Regions from separate parts of the Mus musculus genome. Here all the other regions are linked to region 4. A link is a contact called in public promoter capture Hi-C data. All regions are on one chromosome and are shown on one strand. Each heading gives the region's core, a stretch centred on a gene start, on an enhancer-like site or on the middle of the called end of the contact. The rest is flanking DNA. Distances are from core to core; before and after follow the strand shown.

What was found. Promoter capture Hi-C pulls out the DNA fragments that hold promoters and counts their contacts.
Region 1: a promoter capture Hi-C map of pre-B cells shows a contact between it and region 4. The contact joins the promoter of Ssbp2 here to the promoter of Tmem167 in region 4. A contact is called at or near these places in 5 of 39 promoter capture datasets (HPC-7-derived erythroid cells, hematopoietic stem and progenitor cells, liver and 1 more) and 1 of 9 other capture datasets (liver).
Region 2: a contact with region 4 is called in a promoter capture Hi-C map of liver, with 2.3 times the contacts expected there. The contact joins the promoter of 4833422C13Rik here to the promoter of Tmem167 in region 4. A contact is called at or near these places in 2 of 39 promoter capture datasets (both in liver).
Region 3: a promoter capture Hi-C map of liver shows a contact between it and region 4, with 2.3 times the contacts expected there. The contact joins the promoter of Atg10 here to the promoter of Tmem167 in region 4. A contact is called at or near these places in 3 of 39 promoter capture datasets (hematopoietic stem and progenitor cells, liver and pre-B cells), 2 of 484 Hi-C or Micro-C datasets (CD4 T cells and embryonic stem cells) and 1 of 9 other capture datasets (adipose tissue).
Region 5: a promoter capture Hi-C map of hippocampal neurons shows a contact between it and region 4, with 4 times the contacts expected there. The contact joins the promoter of Edil3 here to the promoter of Tmem167 in region 4.

The regions. Positions count from the first base shown.
Region 1 is chr13:91,459,734-91,462,433 of GRCm38.p6, reverse strand. It overlaps Ssbp2 (single-stranded DNA binding protein 2), which reads right to left and starts at 1,337. Exons shown (of 17, transcript NM_024272.4): 1 at 1,186-1,337. The coding sequence starts at 1,247.
Region 2 is chr13:91,740,482-91,743,181 of GRCm38.p6, reverse strand. 4833422C13Rik (RIKEN cDNA 4833422C13 gene) reads left to right here and starts at 1,310. Exons shown (of 2, transcript NR_015501.1): 1 at 1,310-1,760. Acot12 (acyl-CoA thioesterase 12) reads right to left here and starts at 1,661. Exons shown (of 15, transcript NM_028790.3): 1 at 1,522-1,661. The coding sequence starts at 1,651.
Region 3 is chr13:91,222,670-91,225,369 of GRCm38.p6, reverse strand. It overlaps Atg10 (autophagy related 10), which reads left to right and starts at 1,383. Exons shown (of 8, transcript NM_025770.3): 1 at 1,383-1,431.
Region 4 is chr13:90,088,231-90,090,930 of GRCm38.p6, reverse strand. It overlaps Tmem167 (transmembrane protein 167), which reads right to left and starts at 1,264. Exons shown (of 4, transcript NM_025335.3): 1 at 1,148-1,264. The coding sequence starts at 1,150. It overlaps Xrcc4 (X-ray repair complementing defective repair in Chinese hamster cells 4), which reads left to right and starts at 1,323. Exons shown (of 8, transcript NM_028012.4): 1 at 1,323-1,434.
Region 5 is chr13:88,820,209-88,822,908 of GRCm38.p6, reverse strand. It overlaps Edil3 (EGF-like repeats and discoidin I-like domains 3), which reads right to left and starts at 1,437. Exons shown (of 11, transcript NM_001037987.3): 1 at 861-1,437. The coding sequence starts at 927.

The DNA.
Region 1 (2,700 bases), core at 88-2,587, 1.4 Mb before region 4:
GCAAGACAGTATGTTCAATGACAAGGATAAGCTTGACGCCCCCCCCCCGCCCCCAGCAGACCCAGTACAGGGAATCAGTCTGAACATCTGCACATAGGAAAAAGGGGGGGGGGGAGGGTTCTTCCTCGGTGTCAGAGTCACTATTCGCTCTCATTTTAGTAACAACCAAATCGCCGTTACAAGTACACAAGAATAGCAGCCAACTAGCCTGCTCCGCAGCGTGCCGCGACCGTGGCACCTCGGCTCCCCAACGTCCTCCGGGTTCCCACCGAAGTTACCACCTGTATCCCCCACGACCCAGCGGAGCGGCTTGTGCCCAGCATCTCTGCCGCAGCCCCCACGCCGACCCGCGTCGGGTCCACACCGCGGGCAGCCCTCCTCGCGGCGCCGCCACGGCCCACGGGACCTGCCCTCCGCGCCCGCGGCCACCAACCCCCGGGGACACCGCAAGTCTCAAAAAGTTCTGGGGCCGCCGCCGAGCCGGTGTGCGGCGGGAGGCAGGAGCGCCAAGCTCTCGCGACCGACCCCGCGCGGGCCAGCACACACTCTCCCTCCGGGAACTCGGCGCTCCCACTCCCAAACTTCCCCCGCCGCCCCGGACCCGCCCGCCAGCCAGCTCGGCCTGCGCCGGGAGAACCCGCGGACCCGCGTCTCTGCGCCCGCCCGCCCGCCCGGCCCACGCCCGCACTTGCCCTCCGCGCCCCGCGGGGCCCCGCTTCCGCCCGCCCGGCCCGCCGTCCTCTCCCCTCTCCACGCTCGCGGGCCCCCGCCGCGGCCCCGCCGGACCCCGGCCGCCCCGCAGCCCGCGCCCCCCAGGCCCGCCGCGCGCCGCGGCCCGGCCGTCCTGGACCACAGCTCCAAAGTTACTTTGCGAGGAGGTGAAGCCGCGGGTGGTTCCCCTCAACCACCCAAACAAGTTTCCATCCCCGCCGCCGCCGTCCCCCCGCCACGCGCGTCCCTCCCGCCGCCCGCTGCCCGCGGCCACCCACCCGGGGGGCTCCCCCGTGGAGGCAGGCGGCCGCTCCCCGGAGCCGCGCGCCCCCGCCCCGCGCCTCCCCCTGCAGCCCACCCCCGGCTCCCCCGCGGCGGGGCGGCCGTGTGGCTGCGGTTCCCGGAGAGTGCGAGTGCGTGCGCGAGTGTGCGCGCGTGCGAAGGCGGAGGTGGCTGCGGCGCGGAGACACTCACTTCTCCCGGGCCTGGCTGTCGGACGGGACGGCGCTGCTGTTACTCTTGCCTTTGCCGTACATGCTTGTGCCGAGAGCAGCTCCCACTGTCACGCACCTGTCAACCCATCACAGCCTCCCCGGGAACAGCCCCGTCCCCATGGCGACCCACGCAGCCACCCCCACCATTGGCCGCCCCACGCCAGAGCTCCGCCCTCCTCGCCCTGGCAACGCGCGAGACTGACAGGCCTCCCCTCCCTCCGGCCTGCCGGAGCGCGCGGCGGCGGCTCGGCCTAAGCGGCAGTCTCCTCCCTCCCTCCCTCCCTCTCCCGCTCCCTCCCTCCCTCCCTCCTTCCCTCTCCGCCGCGCTCCCCCTCCCGCTCTCCTTCCCCCCTCCCCCTCCGAACCCGGGCGCTAGGGGGGAATTAGAAACTGCTCTAGAAGGATTTTAAACAACTGGCTGTTCCCTCCGCCGCCGCCCCGCCCCCCGCGCCGCCCGCGCCCGGCTCCTCACTGGAGAGAAGGCGCGGGGAGGAGGGGAAAGTGCGGCCTGGAGTGCCTGGCAGCGACTGCGGAACGGGAGTCGCGGCGGCCCCAGACTTCGGGGCGCCCGGCGAGTCCACAGGCGGACCCGCGGACCCGGCGCCGGGGTCCCGCCAACCTCCTCTCCCGCTCCTCTCCGGCCAGGCACCCCGGGTCCGTACCCGCGGTTGATCTCATCCCTCCTGTCTGGGGTGTCGCCCCAATCCCGTTCCCGGAGGGCCAGCAGGCCGGGGACGCCCGCTCTGAACCCTCGACCTTCTGGCTCAAGGACTGAGCGAACCTCTGTCTCTCCCTGGGAGGCACCGTGCCTCCCATTGGGGCGCCCGCTGAGGTGCTGTCGCCGGCTCTGAAGTCAAGCCCTGAATCCCAAAGGACCACCCTCCCTGGCGTCTGCCTCCTGTCTAAGAGGGGACTACACCCCCTCCCCTTCCCAAAGAGGTCAAGAGACCGACTCGTGGGACCGCAGTGGCCCAAGGCCTGGGTCCCTACCTCCCCAGTACTCTGCACAGACCTGCAGCAGACCAGGGGCCCAGGCATTCTCTACTCGGCCTGCTTTTATAGTTTGGATGGGCAATGTCATTTCAATTTGACCCTTGGACTGGAAAGATTCAGAGAAGGCCCTGAAAGACATCCCTGTATTTGCCCAGCAGAATAGGCCGCAGAGCCCAAGATGTGCAAAGCTGTGCCCAAGCTGAAAACTCCCGGAGAATATTTTTGGATCCAAGTCCCTAATCTCATTTCAGTGAATGCGCAAAAGTTTCTCAAGACACACGCAACCTGGTTTCTGATAGACTCCATCCTTTATTTTGTTAAAGATCCTTGGCTGTAAAATCAGACAGAGTAGAAATCCGGTTGAGAGAAGAGATGAGCTTCAAATGGGAGGTGACAGGGGAAGAGAGGTGCCATTGGGGTAGGACATGGAGACCTCAGAAAAGCATGAATAGAGGAGTAACGGTTATGCTAAGGAAAGGAAATAACATTCAAATGAGGAAGC
Region 2 (2,700 bases), core at 61-2,560, 1.7 Mb before region 4:
CAGGGATGATGGGAAGATACAGAGAGGTCCTGAGTGGGAATCAGAGATATGATTCATGTATTGAAAGTTCACTGTGCATAGATAAGAGATCCCAGGGAATCGAGATAGCACTAGGACACCAAAAGACTTTCTTCTGAAGGGAGCGTGGCAAGGCTTGCTTGTATCCAAGACTATCACTGGTCCAAAGATGAGAGAAGTCAGCATGGGCACAGGAAATTCATGTACTGCTCAACCTAGGCTTTTAGTTAGAAAGCCATTTATATTACAACACACTGGTTTTAAAAGCAGGCCTTTCTTTTATCTTTAGGCGTAAGTCGGTCACAGTCAGATCATAAATCATAACAATGCTGAGCAGCTGCCTTTTCTGGGGTGGCCATAGCACAGCATTATGGACTGGGTGGCTTGGACAATAGACATTCGGTTTCTCAGAGTTCTGAAGGCTGTCAGGTCCACCAGACTGGTGAAAACTCTCTTCCTGGTTTGCAGGCCGGCTCTTGCTGCGGCCTCACGTGTCACGTGCTTCTAAGATCTAAAAGACTTAGTGCCCTGAGATGAGGTTGTGTTCTTCTCATCTCTTTAATCCTCGATTATACGACACAGCCACACCACGGTACTTGCTGTCACTTTCAAAATACAAACTTCAGAGATGGCATGGAGAGAGACATCATTCAGTCCTTATTAGATGATTTTGTGCCACCACCCCCAACGCTTAGTGCTGGGATGGAAATCACACCGGCCTCAAGCAAGCTAGGCAAGCCCTTCGCAACTGGATTATACCAGCAGGCCTTCTTACTCCCATTCTCTCTCAGGAATATCAAGTTTCCCCTGCCTGCCTAACAGTAAATGGTAGTAAACTGAACACAGAAGAGAACCTGGCAAAGGAGCAATCAAGCTTTTAAATCATGAAAAGCATGAATTCTGACCAGTTGTGCAAGAACACTTTTGCTGTTGCAGTAAATAATGTAGTTGTTTGTTAAGAAAATATAGTAACATGTGCACATTTGTGTGTGTGTGTGTGTGTGTGTGTGTGCGCGCGCGCGCGCGCGCGCCTATGAGACTACAAAGTGAATTGGGGTTTCATGCTTGCAGTGTGAACACTTTTTCCAGCCTCAGTTCTACTTAGTCAATAAACTCTATCTTTAGAATTTTAAATATGGTTAAGTACAGATATACGCAATCTATATAGCAAAGTCTTTGCGTGGAGGCGGGGAGAGGATGTCTTCACTTTGTTTTGTGAGTTGAAAGGAATCCAGCCAAATAAACATGTGAGAACCACTAGTCTAGGTCGCTGTCAGCAGCTATCTTAGTCATTCCTGTCTGCGGCTGCTCTCAGCTCTGGGAACACTGCCCTTTACTTTGCTTCCTTCCTTTTCCCACGCTCTCTCTGGCTTCCACGCCAGCCTAGCGCATCCCTAATTTCAGACACTCCAGTCCTTCAGGATCCCCGGACAGTATCACCTCCCTGGCCACCAGCAGCAGCCCTCCCCGACCGACGGTGCCCTCGCGTGGGCCGGCACCTACCCGCCAGGCAAGCGGTGGTGTCCATCCACTTGAGCAGCTGCCCTGCGCTCAGCTCGCCGCGGGAGTCGGCATGAGCCGGCTGGATGGCCTGGCTCATGAGCACCTCACCCGGCGCCACCATCGACTCCATCGTCCTGGCTGAGAGAACCCCAGACGCCAGCAGCAGGCCATCCCGATCCCCTGGGGCCCGCCCCCGCTCCAAAGGGCGCTGCCCGCGCCCGCTGCCAGGTGCTTAGGAGGTGAGAGGTCAGGGTCCTACGAGTCAGCCGGGGACTGTCGCGAGGAGGGCGAGGAGGGCGAGGAGGGTGAGGGAGTAGAGTACGCCAGCCTCTCTCGGAGCAGAACAGGAGCGCTGCCCTAGCTCCAAAACGCATGGGGCAGAGACAGGTGTTTCTAGAATGCAGGACAATGGTCATCATCAGAAGACCTTGGCAGAGGAGGGAGCTTTAGAAGGGATTGCATGCTCTCCGGAGAGGGCAGAGCCTTTGCTGTGGAAATGTTTTAGAGAGCTTGGCTTCTGTTTTTTGTTGCTTGGTTGGTTTAGTAGTTGGCCTTTTTCCCCCTGACAGACATTGCAACACTTACTGCTCCGGCCTTTGTTTAAACTCTACCTACAGGTTCTTAGGACACTACAGCGGCTCCAAAGATCATTTTGTTAGGAAACTGATTACACTGCCAAACAAACTGAAAAACAAACGTCCCGAGGAGCTGGAGGGTGTAGTGCATCAGTCACCAAAACTAGAGAAGGCAACATTCTGAGTTTTCTAGTGTCCCCCCACCCCAACGTTCATGGGAGAAAAATCTAGGACACTGTATATGAACTCGAGGCCCACACTCAAGGCTAGCAGGTGCTATACTTTGTAGAGTGTCAGCCACTGGCTTTACAAAGCAGGTCTTTTGGGGGAAACGGGATCAAAACCCTTCAGTGGCTCTCGGATCTGAGGATGGAGTAATGGAAGCCTGGAGGGGTGAGGTGGCTTGTCTGGTACTACCTAAAACATCAGGACGAGGTGGCAGGAACCAGGGCCTCCTGACTGTCCTGGGACCTCACTGACGCCTGGGAATATTGCTGCACTTTCAGCATTAGGTCTCTGGCCACCGAGCTCAGCCTGAGAGCATCAAAGACAGTCTGGGTCTTTAAAGATTTTTTTTAGAAATTATTATTTTAAAGTATGTGTA
Region 3 (2,700 bases), core at 134-2,633, 1.1 Mb before region 4:
TACATGGGCAGGTTTTTTTTTTTTTTGGTAATTTTTACTTTATTTTTAGAAAATAATAAAGCAGACTTGGCTGCTCTAGAATTTCCTCTATAGCCCAGATTGGCCTTGAATTCCTCTTGCCACCACCCCCTATTACTTCACTGAGTGCTGGGGTTATAAGCATGAGCTGCCATACCCTACAAATAACTTCTTATCCTTCAAAACAAACTAACACGTCAAATAGAAGCAGGTTAAGATGTTCCAAGCTTTAATCCTAACACTTAGATGTAGAAGTATTTACAGTTCCAGGCTAGCCTAGGCTACAGATTCCTTCTAATTAAAAAATAAATTAAATTAGGTGCTACCAATTAATTAATAGTTGCTCAAAAAAGTTAAAGTTCATTTTTACAAAACTGTTTTAAAACTATTTTGTGTGTGGCAAAATGTCACTTTTTTTGGTTTTTGTTTTGACAAACAAAATAGTGGTTTAATCATCAATAAAACCAACAATCAGAAACTACCATCCTTCTACCATCCTTCTAACTTCTAAGCCCCTTTTAAAGTTAGCCCCTTCCCCATCTTTTGCCAGTGGTCACTACAGATCTATGTTCTGTCCAATTATAAAACAAACTCAGAACACATACACACACACACTGTTAACCTTTTATTTCGAAACAATATGGACTTACAGGAAATTGCAAAACCATTACCTAGAGTCCCAGGAATTTATTAGCTACTTAACATGGTAATCTTACACTACTTGCTCAAGACCAAAATTTCCCTTTTCACATTTGAAGACAGCAGTTTCATTTTGCCTGTTTCTTTTCTAAGAAATACTGTACTGTTTAAAGGACCAGACATGCTTTTCCTGAGATATTCTATCGGTCCCCATAACCCCTAAGACTCCTACATCTTCTGGTATTTTCCTTGGCCCTACCATTGCCTCTTGGTTTCATTTTACTGATTGGTATTTTCTGATTTTTGTGCTGCAAATGATACAGTTACTAGCATTCGAATTCCTAACTTCTCGCCCCAGCCTTAAATGGGTGGCAGTGACCACCTCATTTAGCTGGTACTGCTCTCTAGGCTCTTGGGGATGCTCGCGGCCCTCATCCTGGCTCGCACTCTACTTGTCACGAGTCCCCTGTTTATAGCCAGGCGTCTAGAATGACTGCGTGTGGGGAAGGGAGTGCAGATACCCTGGCTCGGGGTTGCCCCTGCCTGGCCGAGAGCACCAAGCGGGTTAGGCTCCGGGAAAGTGAAGGCTGCTGGCGCCCGGGTTGCAGGAAGGTCTCGCCCGGACGTCACCGTGCAGCCCCACTGCGCATGCTCACCGCAGCGCGGGCAGAGCTCCTCCGCTGCCGTGTCGCTCCTGCGGTCCCGGCCCCGCCCCGTCCCTCCCCGCTCCGCCCCGTGCGCGCCGCCGGCTCCAGGTCAGGGCGAGCGAGCGGGGTGAGTACACCTAACCTCGGCGACCTAACCACGGCGGTACCTCCGCCGCTGCCTGCAGCCCTCGCCCGCCTCCTGGGACCTGAGAAGGGTGGAGGATCGGCCAGCCAGTAACAGGCCTGGGAGGTGGGCGCGGGCCGCCCAGGCGACCTTTCCACCTTGTGCTAGGAATGTGCTCACGTGACCTTGAAACAAAGGAAGTTAAGTGACTGGCAGGCTTTTCAGATTTGCAGCCAACACAACCTCCTCCCCCCATAATCTATAAAACCGGGAAGGTGGGGGAGGGGGGCGGAGATAAAGGACTAGTTAACTGATTTATAGAAGCCATACTTGCATCTATAGTGATAATTATGAAAATCTTGGTAGTAAAGCCCAGGGTTTCAGAATCAAAATGGAGCCCCATTTTCTGCAGTTACATGTTTTCGGCAAGATGTAAATTGTTTCCAACTGTAAGGAAAAAACAAAACAAAACAAAACAAACCAACCAGAACAGTCTTGGGTTTGTTTTTGAGAGAGATTTGTACTATGTAGCCCACGCTGGCCTGGAACTCTAAACAACCCTGCCTCTGTCACACAAGTGTTGGGATTCCTAGTGGGCACTCTCATGCCTGTTTTACCTATCTTGAGCCTCTTGCCTCAGCCTCTCCTCAGAGAAGCTGAGTTTATAGACCCCCATCTCAGGTTACAGGGGCCATCAGCTTCCCTCCAGTGCTTGTGTTCATGTTTTAAGTTCTCTTTGACAATTGGCTTCCTCTTTCTAAGTGCAATAGTTCTTTTCCAAAGGCTTACTTTGGGTCATTATAATGTGACAGTGGCCCCCACTGTGGTGATGAAAGTGAACATTTATGATGGTTAGGGTTGGAGAACACAGACCCTGTGCAGGACTCAAGTCTATTTTAGGATTCCAGGTACCATTGCTCCTCATTGCTTCCAAAGTGTCCGATATTGACAGGAAAAAATGACACAGAATGAAAAACTTAGCAGAAAAAAAAAAATTCAGAGCAACAAGGGAGTTAAAAGTCTCACAGAGCAGTTTTAAAGACGTCATGCCTGAGCTTGATGGCCTATCCCTCTCACCCAAGTGTGGGGCAATGGGCTATACACACCCCAGCCTGGCATAGCTAGAGGCAGAGCTACCTCCATTTTGAGGCTAGCCTGCACTATGCATGGCTAGATCCTGTCTCAATGAGCAAAAAAAAAAAAAAAAAAAACCCAGAAAGTTGTTATTTATATTTTAATGGAAGAAACTAGAGTAAATAGTTCTAAGCTGGA
Region 4 (2,700 bases), core at 15-2,514:
TAAATTATCTTGATTTTATCTAAGTAGGAGAGGATGTAAAATGTACCTTTGACTAAGAGCAAAGTCATTCTACTTGTTTCTCGGTAAATAGGCAAGAAAGCAACTTTTCAAGTTCTGTAACTGTTTATTAACATCCTTTTGACCAAGAATATACTATCTGCAGTACGAAGTAAAAAAAAAAAAAAAGGCTTTAATGGACTCAAATTCAGTATCTTCTAATCGTAGAATTTGAGGTCTAGTGGGGGTGGGAGAGTCCTGGCTGATTTTGAGATGATAACACAACAAGCTTTCTCTAGAAATATAGTTATAAATGGCTTCTAAACCCACTGAAGTGATAGTGAAGGGAGATTCCTGCATTTACCAGACTACTGAAAAGATGCATTCATAGATCTTTAAAAGTTAATTACTAATGTTTACTTTACTCAGGGGCTTTCTGTTCCTTGTCCTGACCTTTGTTGTTGTTGCTATTTGTGATTTATAGTGTAAGGTTTTCTGAGGTTTAAACTATTAAACAATCAATAATAACACGCATAGGAACTCCCAAAGTGAGTGGTGGTCTGCGAGTAAGGCTCAAGTTCCTTCGAGACAGTAACTAAAATCATTAAAAACATTCGTTTGCAAAGAAGTGTCTTTAGAATTGAAAAAACGATGAGGGAGGGGCCCTATCTCGCCATTGATTCCACAGGTAAAACGGAAGCAGTAGTATCTAGTGTTAAGAAAACCGGCAATCCATTAATTACTGCAGAAAGATGCAGGTTGGGTGACACAGGGAACACATAAAAGAAAGGGGAAAGGGGGAGACTGAGACTCCAGCGTTTGAAAGTGTATATCCGTCCAGATATTTGTAGCAGATGGCAATCGGCTTAGTGGAATGCCACCGTAATTCCACACTAAACAACGCAGCAAGTCGGCCTCTTGGCGAGGGGCCGAGTCCACCACCCGGGTTCTTCCTAGGACTGTTGGCCTGATGCTCCGGGATGTGCATCGCGGCCGCATGACTCCCAGCCTGTGCACCCTCGGATCCCCGGAGAATCACGCTAGCGCCAGGGCTCCCGCGCCCCACAGCGCCCGCACCATCCCCGCCGCCCCGCACGAGCCGCGGCCCCGCCGAGAAACTCAACCGCGGCCAGGAAGCCCAGGTTCTTACCATAGTGAGGCCGGTGCTGGTCCAGCCACATCACCCTTCCGGGCCGGGGCGGAAGAGGATGCAGGCCCGCTGTGCTTCCCGCTCGCTCCAGCGGTCCGGTTGGACCTATCGCGGCGCCTCCGCCCATGCCGCACCATTCAGACTCCGTGATAGGCTTCTGTTACCGGAAGAGGTGGGACTTGGCCGACGACTCGCAAACCACGGTATTAGCGGATTCTCTCATTGGGCGCATCGGTTTATCTCTGGCGTCCACAATTTTTAGAAGACCGGAAGTGGAGTACTGAGAGGTAGGGCCCGGAAGTGGCTGTGGTGTCTTTCCAGAAGCAATGCATTTTTTCCCCCCTTTCTATGTCAACCTCCTGTAGTCCCTGATTTTAGCTTTAAAGCTGCGCAGTGCGTGCTTTTTACCCTGTCTGTGACCCCCTGAGCCTTTTGTAGATGTAAGGTTTTCCCAATGTGAGCACCTGTTGGGCTCCTTCCTAAGTGTCTCTTTCTGTGTCACGTGGAATTTTCAGTCGTGAGGGACTCCTTGGAACTGTGCTGAGCTGCTCTGTGGTGGAGACTTGGATTTAAAAGGCTGCGTCCAGTGTGATGACCCACCAGCCCCTCCCGCCAGCCAATGCTGGCCTTGGCTGGCCCCCTCCTTGTTTGCACACTCTACATCCGGGGCTTAGACGTTCTAGGCCGTGGGGAGAGGGAAAGAACTCTGTGGTAGCTACTGGAAAGGAACGGCCCATTCCCGAGGGGATTATTTGGCTAGTATAAAACCAGTGGGTGAGAAACGATTTCACCTCTAGTTCTCTTTATGAGTTTTGTAGATACGGGGAAGATGTAATCTGATGTGTTCAATTTTATATACATTCTTGGAATGATTCTGAAGTCGGGCACTTTCCCCACTCTTCCAAGTGTATCAAAATTATGGAAATCCTGTGTGTTTAAATAATTGTTTTTTTCCTTTAGTCAGTATGGCTCTAGTATTTATTCAGAATGTTACCCATTCTTTAACTTAATGACCTAGAAGAAGTATAGAAAGCTTTAGTGAAGGAAACTGATGTGATATGTTAATTTCTAACCATTATTTAGCTGAATCATGAGAATCTAGTACTTATGGCAACACAGTACTTTTACCTAGTGCTATGCTATATGTGATTGTGTTTATTACTGCATTGTCATCCAAGATTTTATTTGAAATTATTACTACATTTTTAAAATCAGTTATACCCAACTGCTAAACCTGTTGATCAAATACTCAAGTTCAGAATCTGCATCTTAGTGGTATCAGGAGACTGCAGGACAAGGGATTTCTTTGAGTATTTGAATGGGGGACTGGGGATTAGGCCAATAGGAGAAGTGATTGTCATTGAATAGTCTCAAAATTGCTTTGTGTTATACTTACTATTTAAGTTGACTAACCATGAATGTTTCAAATGTAGACGTAGAAAATATGTTCTGAGCTCAGTAAGTTTGGGTTTTACAGTAGTGAAAGTGTTGGTAGATGTTATAACTGACTCTATTCATATAAAGATTGCTAGGTCCTACTGTTTGACACTTCA
Region 5 (2,700 bases), core at 188-2,687, 1.3 Mb after region 4:
CCTAAACAACTCACCCGGAGACTCACTGATTTTAAAATTTTAGGTTTTGTTTTGTATGCTAGTTTCCTATTTACATGCAAACCATGAAAGGCACAGGTAGACAAATCTGAACAACTTTTTGGCTCCTGGGCCAGGGACGCATGAAGGTTGGTTTGCACATCACAGCCATCTATTACCAAGAGTTAAGGTCTTACCCAGAGGGAGTACAAAATAATGCTCAAGCCCCCTGGGGTTGGAGGAGAAGAGAGTTGTTTGAGCTGTTGTAATTGAAGTCACGCGCCCAAGAGGAGGGTTGGGGAGAAAGCTAGCGACTTAGTAGACCTCTCTCTTTCTCATTGGCAGTATGAACTCTCAATATCGGGTCCAGGTTGACAGACCCCTTAGCCCCCACCCCCACCCCCACCCCTGTCCCTGCACCAGAGCACTGCATCCAGCTTACCGCCCGGTGGTTATCCAGGCTATTCTAGCACCTACTAGATGATGGCCCAGCACACTTAGCTCTGTCAGGTCTCTATCACAACCTCACAACCCTGTCCGCTGTCATCGGCCAAGAACATTGATATTTGCTAGTCAGGGGTCGCGCAGGGAATCACTAGCAAAAAAAAAGCCTAGGAAGACAACCCCTTCACACCCCCTCAATCTTCTTATTTTCTAGATCGCACCCTCTTCCCAGGCTCAGCCTGGGGCACTCCACACGGACTTTGCTAGCACTTTGGCAGGGTATCCAGGGAGCATCGCCTCTTTCGTAGCGCTCCTCACGCCGTGCACGCACTGAGGACCCACTGTGGCCCCTTGAGCGGCATTTCCAAAGGTGCTCCCCGCCCGTCCCTCATCCAGGGACCCCTGCCCAGCCACCTCACCTTTGCCGAACTGGGGCACCCCGAGGCTGAGTCCAACCAAAAGCCAGGCTGCTACCAAGTGCTTCATGATCCCTTCTCACGGACGTGACCTGGGCTGGTCCGGGGTCGTAGCGGAGGGCACAGTAGGCGAGGCGGCCCTGCAGGACAGCAGTAAACCCCGCCCTGTCAGAGATTCAAGAGGACGTCTTTCCTCCCGCAGCGCTTCCTCAAATTCTTGGGAAGGGCGATAAAAGAGTGGTGGCCCTAGAGAAAGGGTGATTCACCCCTCACTCCAGCTTCGCCTGAGCTGGGGTGCGCGGAGGTGGGTGCGCTTGAGAGAGGCTGGGGCTGCGAGTGGGTCCTAGCAGAGGCACAGCGGGCGGAGCGCGGGCTCCTTGGGTTCCTGGCTCCCCGATTTCCGTGCGCGCACCGCAGGCGAAGCGGCCAGCAGTGACTACGGCTCACGCTGCTGCCGCGGCGGCTGCGGGGGCTTCTGACTTGGAGAACAATGAAGCGAGAGCTGGAGGGGAGCGAGCCTGAGGCCAGGAGCGCACTGTGTACAAACAGTGGCGGCGCGCGTGTGAGACTGAGCCTAGCTGGCTTTGGGCGCCCCCGGCGGCCCGCCCCCCTACCCTCCCTCTTCTTATTGCCTTCTCCAATCTCTCTCTCTCTCTCTCTCTCTCTCTCTCTCTCTCTCTCTCTCTCTCTCTCTCTCTCTCTCTCTCTCTCTCCCTCCTTCCCTCTCTCTTCCTCTCCCCCCCATTCTCTCTCTCTCCCCCAGCTTTGGAAGGTGGCTCCTTCTGCTGGAAGAGAAAGGGAGGCAGCCGCAGCCACACCCTGACTGATACCTGCCACTATCTGCTAAGTTCCACATCTTCTCCACCTAAGATGCAAACTCTAAGGTTAAGGGAATACGATAGATGTCCGAAAGTGTTGGTTCCAGGTTTGGTTTTATGGTTAAGTGTACAAAAGAGTCCACTGAACTTCAGGACTGCCAGGAAAGGAAGTTAAGAGATTTCACAAAGTGGCTCTAGGAGCCTCAAGCTTGGTGAGACCCAAGACTGCTAAAAGAAGTCTCAGTTTCTCAGGAGTCACGATTTAGTCAGGAGCCAGACAGGCAAGACAGGCTGCTGCTCTGTTGTTCTGCCTGCAAATCAGTTTGCTCAGGGCTGAAGAGAAAGGTTGTGGGCTCATCTGCTCTCAGTGGAGAAAGGGCATAAGCAAGTGGGAGGCATGTAAGCAGGACATCTGTTTCACATGAAGGAAGTCATAGAAAAACAGAGGAAAGAGCAGATTCTTGACACATCACTCAGGTGGATCAAATTTCGCTGTTCTTCACCAAAACTAAAATAAATGGGCTTATTTTGCACTGAAAGTGATTGAACTGAAAATAAAGCCTCTGGCTTACAATTGTACTTTCTCCCCTGTTTTTCAGTTAGAATGATTGCTTACTGTAGATTCAATTCCTGTGGTACCAAGTACCAAAATGAAACAGGGTTCTCTGCCCTCCCCGAGTCACCATTAGGAAGGGAGATAGGAGGATATAAACACATGCGTAGAGAAACTGAAGAAATGAAGAAAATTGTCACTCTCAGGATTAGATGCTGAAAGGAGACAACCATGAAACTTCTTTATTTCTTCCTCAAGTCCTTGGAACCTCATCTTGTACCATCTCTCTGTCTGGAGTGATATCAAGGGTGGGAGGACATGCAAACCAATTGAGAAATAAAACCAAATGAGGGCAAGAGAGAGAAGTAATGTGTAATATGGGCAAAACACCAACCACAATAAAACATGTTTCCCATGCTGAGTGAGAGGGTGACAATACATGTTTAAAAAACTAACCAGAGCTCCCAGGGAT